2 separate regions of the Mus musculus genome follow, and region 2 is linked to region 1. The links are chromatin contacts, called in public HiChIP or PLAC-seq maps. All regions are on one chromosome and are shown on one strand. The core of a region is the stretch at or near the end of the contact, and the rest is flanking DNA. Distances in the headings are between cores, read along the strand shown. Region 1 holds the start of Dlgap2 (DLG associated protein 2). Region 2 overlaps Dlgap2 (DLG associated protein 2).

Region 1 (3,237 bases), core at 274-2,773:
ACGACCCAAAAGAGCTCACAGCAAGCACCACTGTGCTCCTTTCGTTTGCCTGAGATGGAAGACCGGAAGATGGGGGCACCGTGGAGAGGAGGAGAAAAGTGGATATTAGAATCTTCAACTTGATGTGCAGTCTAGATTTTTTATTCGAGGTCTGGAAACCCACCTTCCTTCCTTCCTTCCTTCCTTCCTTCCTTCCTTCCTTCCTTCCTTCCTTCCTCTCTCTCTCTCTCTCTCTCTCTCTCTCTCTCTCTCTCTCTCTCTCTTTCGATAGTGGAATCCAAATGGAGTGTGCTACAAACACTAGAAAAAAGTCACATCAGATACCTTTGATCCATTTGTGTATCTTTCACACACCTTAGTATTTTGCTCTGAAAGTGCACTGCAGTTGATTGATCATAGGAAAAAACATCTTATGGAGGCTGTTTTTATGGAAAAGATCTTGGGATTTAGGGAAATACAGGGCTGTTCACCTGTCTCTCCTCTATTCGACACCCATTCACCTTTCTGTAAATAGTCACCTTATTGATTAAGTTTTGGTCACATTTAAACTTCTTGACAACGGAGACGAAAGCCCCCTATTATATTTACACGGAGCCTAGAGACCGGCCCAAGGTTAAGCAGGTGTAGTGAGTATCCCCAGAGCCCGGTGCCAAACTATGTCTTTAGTTGTCAGCACCTTTTACTCTAGGCCACAGAAACTTTTCTTGACTGTTCAGTGGATCTAAAAAGGGTATCCCCACGAATCTAATTAGGTTTCATCAAAATATGGCTAATTTTGCTGAATTTGCCAGACTGTTTTTTGTTGTGTTTCTGATTTCGCTGAGGAAAAAAAAAAAGATAGTTTTTTTTCTTTGCTTCCGAGTGCAGCAGCAAACAAGGGCCGACACCATCTCAGCCCTCTATCTGGACCAGGTTTATGACTAAAGATTGCTGTTCAAGGTGCTGGGGATTCCTGTGAGCCCAGAAGCAGCAGTTTACCAGAGCTGGGAGGTAACAGGTGGAAACAGTGGTCTTATTTCACAGCACCCAGAGCAGCACTGTGCTCTCTTAGTGGCCAGTGCTGAGAGCTCCTATCTTCCATCGCTCCCTCTCTATGACCTGGGAGCCCAATAGGCTTTCACCGTGCAGAGTTCAGGGTGCCGATGCGTCTGCAGATCCCACATCTCGGTTCACATTGAGCTGGCCCTTCCCAGGCGCATTGGCTTGCTTGTGGGTTCCCACGCTGACCTACAAACACACGGAGCACACGCGGTGTGGGACCTCTCCGCTCCCCCTCCGGGAACCATCACTGTCCTGGAGTGACCCAACGCTCTGCGCGCAACAGTTGGGATCCGCTGTGCGCGGGCTCCCGGGCCGTGAGCGCCATGCGACCTCTGGGCCAGGCTTGCCATTGGCAGCGGCACCGCGGCCTGAGCGCTCCCCCTAGGCGCGTGGCGCTGGGCCCTTCCTCAGATGGAGCCACGCACCGGCCGCCCCCCAGTGCGCCGGTGCCTCCCCGGGCGCCGAGTGCGCAGGCGCCGGCCGTGAGGACCGACCGTGCGCCGGGCTCGAACGGGGTCGGAGCGCGCGGCGGCGGTGGTGGCGCTGGCGGTGGCGGTGGTGGAGGCGATAAGCGGTAGCGGCAGCGGGGGACAGACAGACTGCGGATCGACGCACGGACCCAAGGATTCTCGAGCTTGGGAGCTGGCGGCAGTGCTGTGCGCACCGCCTGGCCTGAGGGGTGGCCACCTTGCCATGTCGCTCTGCACCCACTGAACTAGGAAAGCCCAAGGATGTCTGCTCTGAGGAAGGTGCGAGACGCGCGGGGCCGCGGGGACCGGGATGCGGGGACCTGGGCGCTAAGTGGCGAGTGCCGTCGGGGCAGGGAGGGGGCGGTGCTGCGAGCCGGACCGGCGAGGGCCCTGCCTGAGTGGCTGCGTTGGGGATAAGAGGCTCCCGGGGACCCGATCCGGGAGCGTGAGAATAACCCCAGGGACGGCTGGTGCTCCGGGGTCCGCCGCTGGGGTCCTTCCGGGCTGCAGCGCCCCGCGGCAGGATTGCTGGCACACGGGCTCCCTGGGTGCAGGAGCGAGGCGGAGGTGTGAAATTCCCCGCTCCGCGAGGCCGGGTAAGGGGGTGCAGCCCGGGGCCCCGGCCAGAGAGGGACTCTGGTGGGGCAGTGGGGTGCGACCTGGGTTTCCCCTCCCCCAAGCCCGGGTGGACACCCGGACCTAGACTGGGAATGAATGAAAGGTGCTTGGAGCTGGTGGTACGGGCACTGGGGTCGCGGAGGCGGGGAGGGGCCACTTGTGCCCTTTGCAACAGCCTTCGCGCCCGGCAGGGCCTGGGCCTCGGGCTTGGGAGGGGGTGGCCGCTGCTGGGCTCTCCAAGTGCGAGCCGGGAGCACGGGGGCTTTTTTAGGGGTGGTTGCTAAGCGAAGCGCTACCCAGCGCAGGGTTTTGTAACTAAGCCTCCCCCGGCAGCTGCTGTTGCTGTTCTCGGGCTCTTTCCCTAACGATCGCAGAAGAAATAATGAGGATGTAATTATTACAGCCCTGCGCGGCGAAGGGCTGGGGGGCGGCAGGCACCGGCTCCTCTGCTTGACGCTGGCCAGGTGGGGCCGGGCGGGGCAGGGGATTTCTCTCCCATCCTCCTGGAGCGGCTGGGTGGCGGGAGATGCTCGCTGGGACCCGAGGCAGGGGCCGGGGCTGTATACCGAGTTAGAAGAGATGGGGAAGGGCAGCAGGCAGTGCCTAGGCGGGCGTAGAGTGTCGCAGGTGAAAGGGAACCGGGAGCGCCGCGGCTGCTTAGCCGTTTCTCACCCGAAACTCAAAACACTTCGGGAATGTGGTGCCAGCCGCCCGCATGTCGCTTCCTTCTTTTCAAATGGATGTGGATTCCGGCCCGGGTCGAAATCCAAATGCGTGACTGACTGATCAGCCTTAGCCGGCTTGTATCGATGAAGAGTATAAAGTAACGGGCAGCGAATTCGCCCTCGCTCTTGATGAACTCTGCCAGTCCGAGCTGTGGGCGTTTCAGGGCTGGAGATTAAAGCGTACCAGTTTTTCCTGGCGTCTAATACTTGGAGGCGGGAGGGAGCTGTCTGGACTCGGAGCCTTGGGATTGCTGTTAGTGGCCAGGTGGGTACATCAGCCTACAACCTTGAGATCTGACCGTTACCTTGGATCCCAGTCACCTGTGTTTTGCAGAAGGCTTTTATTGTACAGTCCACAAACTAATTGCATTTGTATTGAGAAA
Region 2 (3,237 bases), core at 344-2,843, 460 kb after region 1:
CTGATTCCCTGGATAGCAGTGCACTCCTCTGGTTCCTCTGTTTCGTATTTACAGCACCCCACAGCTGGCGGGGGAGAAATGGGTCTGAACATATCTCCCATTACCACAGCTTTAACTCCAGAATTTCCCTTGGGGACCTGGGCTCCCAATCTCAGATAGTCAACCGTTGTTATGTAACTTAACAGTTTTTTCAGTTGCTCCCAGGGGCCAGGATGGTAACCTTGCTAGCAATGCAAAGGGCTTAGTCTTCATGGAAAGAGAGGTTGCTAGGTGGTGGCTGCTACAGACAGATGCCCATATGGAAGAGAGGAGACAGGCAATCCGGTCAGGGCTCTAACACTTGAGTACTTCCCTGTGCTTTCTGGAGTGATTTTTTTTTTAAGACAGTGCGAATATTTTATATTCCAGAGACTACAGTTAGAGTCCTTGGAGCTTTGCATCAAAGTTTGCACTCAGGTCTGAGTAACATGGAACTCATGACAGATAGGATTCTGGGAGGAATGGTCTGAAAGAATGGGTTTGTTCGTTTGTTTTGCTGTTAAGGAAATGTCTACACTGCATAAACTTTACTGCCCACCCCATGCTCCGCTGGGCAGTAGAGGTGTGTTTACAGTGTGTACCTGTGGCCTCACAGAGCCTCCCCAGTGCTTCACTGTTCCTTAAAGTAAAGACTTACATGGATGAGAAATGGGTCCCAGAAGCTGCCCTTGGGACAGTCTGGGTGACAGGCAGAAAGGCACAACCCCCCCCCCCCCCCACACACACACACAGCCTCTTGGCTGTCACTTCCTCTGGGCACAAGGGTGTATCTTGACAAGGAGGTGGCTCTGTCTTGTGGAGTGACCTTTAGAGGTCACTGGTTGTGGCAGCACACTTCTTTGTCTTTAAACCTGGGACACTGATGGATCCCAGGCTCCATAAATAGAGAGTCCGGGTTTTAGAATCTCAGATTTTACAAATGGAAATTGAAGTTGAATTCCTTCCCCTGAATGTGACTCCAGATATGTGCTCCAGACCCAGTGCCACTTCCGAACTGGAGTTCTGGGCTAGTCTGCTCACACGGGAAAACTGCCACAACTATCCACCCATGCCTTGTGTCCCCTTTGTCTATATAGCCCATTCCTTCCATTTTTATACTTTCTAGCAATGCTTCCTGTAAATCTATAGTATAATTTTATTTCAAGTACATCAAATAGTTGAAATTGGGTCAGGCAAATGTCAGAATATCCTGTTCCCAAATGTGTAGATAGATGGACACAGTCTGATATTCCACAGGCTAGAAATAAAGAGAAGCTGACCTCTGCTCCTGAGGACTCCATGTCCTCTCTGATGGTATCTGTTTTCTTAGGAAGTTTTCTGTATCATTCTTGTAGCCTTGGGCTGTCATGGCTTCTCCCTAGACCCTCTGTTAGAACCCTATAAATAAATTGCATGAGCTTTAGAGAGATTTTCACAGTGCCTTTAATCATGTGTAGAATTCTAATTGCTTGTACTCTGTAACTTCCCAAGTAACGCTGATCATAAGGGGCGAAGCTGTTTGGTAGTTCTCAGCCTGCTGTGCGAGCGAGCAGTGAGGCCGTCTTTGCTAATCTGCCACGGCTCATTCTGTCCTAAGAGCAGGTTTTGTGAAACTTCCCTTGAGATTCTGCAGCATACGCACGATCCCAGAGGAGCATAAAAGCTAGTTTCATAATCTTTGTGAAGTCTTTGGAATTCTGAATCTTGATGGGTCCTGTGGAGAAAGGATAGAAGAGAAACTGCAAAAGGAGGCCCTGGGTCCTTTTCAGAGCACAGTCAGATGTATTTAGCCAGCCCAGCCCTGCAGGGGACCAGTGAGGGCTATGTGAGTAGTACCTGTACCCCAAGGGCAGAACACATGAACCCATAAGTGTGTGACCAGCACCACCATGGCTCTGGGTGAATCATCTTCAGCAGGGTCTAAGGGTCCTGGATGTTGGCAGAGCCCCAAAATCATGTGTGTTGTTGAAGGATGGATTTGAAGGAAGGGTTTGAGAAGGGTCATACTCTGCTCTGTCCTCTGCCGATGCCCCTCCTCTGTTGGTAGCTTCATGAACTTGAGGAAAGAAAGGTGCTTTCAATAAGGGTGTTATAAGGGCAAGGGGGATCTGAAAATTACATTAGCATCCACCGCAACTGCTTATTGAAAGATGCTGGTTTATATCCATGCACAAGTTTTAACACTTATAGACAGACACACATTAGGGAAACACACCTTTGCCCTTGCATTTCGGATGAAGATGTTCTGGGTTGCTGGCTATCTTTCTGAAAGGGAAGCTCTTGTTGAAAAACCTTAAGTCACACACATCACTTAGGGAGAGTTTGGCAAGCATCAAGGCTGTGAGGGCAGAGAATCATTGCTAATGAGGGTCCTTGGGGACAATTTTATGTCAACATCTCTGTAAAGGATGTGGCAGGAGCAATACAATCTAAATCCTTGAAGCTCATATGCCAAACTGTTTCCTCATTTACCTTTCTGTGGCTCACAGCTTGCCCTGTAAATGTCTTCCTGCACTTAATTCTTTCTTGCCTCCCTCTCTAGCTCTCCTTCCATCCTCCACCCAGCTGGCTCCTCTAACAGGCAGAAGTTCTACATAACACACTGTCTTGAGCTGCAGTGGATACATGGGAAGGCCTTGTCCAAATGATACATAAAATGCCTAAGGAAAAATTGAGCCTTGAGTGACCATATGACCCTCTAGTTTCATGCCAAGAGAGGACAGTGTGCCATGGAGTATGAAAAGGAGCCACAGAGGGACAAAGAGAACAGTTAGGTGATGGCCCTGGTGTGAATCACTCTATAACCAGTGCCGATGTACGGTATACGAGATGGATCACATCAGAATATTGTCCAAAGGATCAAAGATTTCTAGGAGAATTTTTAAAGGGAGGTCTTCCCTTCCCACTGCCAGGACAGTTCTGAATGGCAGTATAACTCTGACTGTGGGAGCTCAGAGAGGAGAGATAATCCTTGAACAAGTGGTAGAGACCACACCCTGAGTATACATTGCTAGGGATAAGCAGAAGGTGGGGTGGGTCAGTACATGCCGCTGCTGGCTGAGGTCCAGCTCGGCATGATTGACTCCGGAGAGGCCATGGAAGTAGAATGTGTCATTATCTCTGTCCTCTTTGCTGTTCATGGGGAAAGGACATGCAGTCACCGATAGTTTTATATTTTCTAGTAGCTACATGTAGAAATGGTACAAAGAAATAGACAGA

Evidence for each region. HiChIP or PLAC-seq counts read pairs in DNA pulled down with a chosen protein or histone mark.
Region 2: an H3K27ac HiChIP or PLAC-seq map of SST interneurons shows a contact between it and region 1, with 2.1 times the contacts expected there. The contact joins the enhancer-like site here to the promoter of Dlgap2 in region 1. A contact is called at or near these places in 3 of 39 promoter capture datasets (cranial neural crest, hippocampal neurons and second pharyngeal arch cranial neural crest) and 5 of 115 datasets of contacts at active chromatin or transcription factors (SST interneurons, astrocytes, embryonic forebrain and 2 more).

What each region holds. Positions count from the first base shown.
Region 1 is chr8:14,094,352-14,097,588 of GRCm38.p6, forward strand. Dlgap2 (DLG associated protein 2) reads left to right here and starts at 1,524. Exons shown (of 16, transcript NM_172910.3): 1 at 1,524-1,790.
Region 2 is chr8:14,555,863-14,559,099 of GRCm38.p6, forward strand. All of the region lies in intron 4 of Dlgap2 (DLG associated protein 2), which reads left to right. Among named protein-coding and RNA genes, the nearest start is that of C030037F17Rik, 210 kb to the right of the region's middle. Within about 2 kb of position 1,594, at least 5 of the 459 cell types and tissues checked have an H3K27ac peak or open chromatin away from gene starts, as enhancers often do. A contact at or near this core is called in SST interneurons, where this site is marked.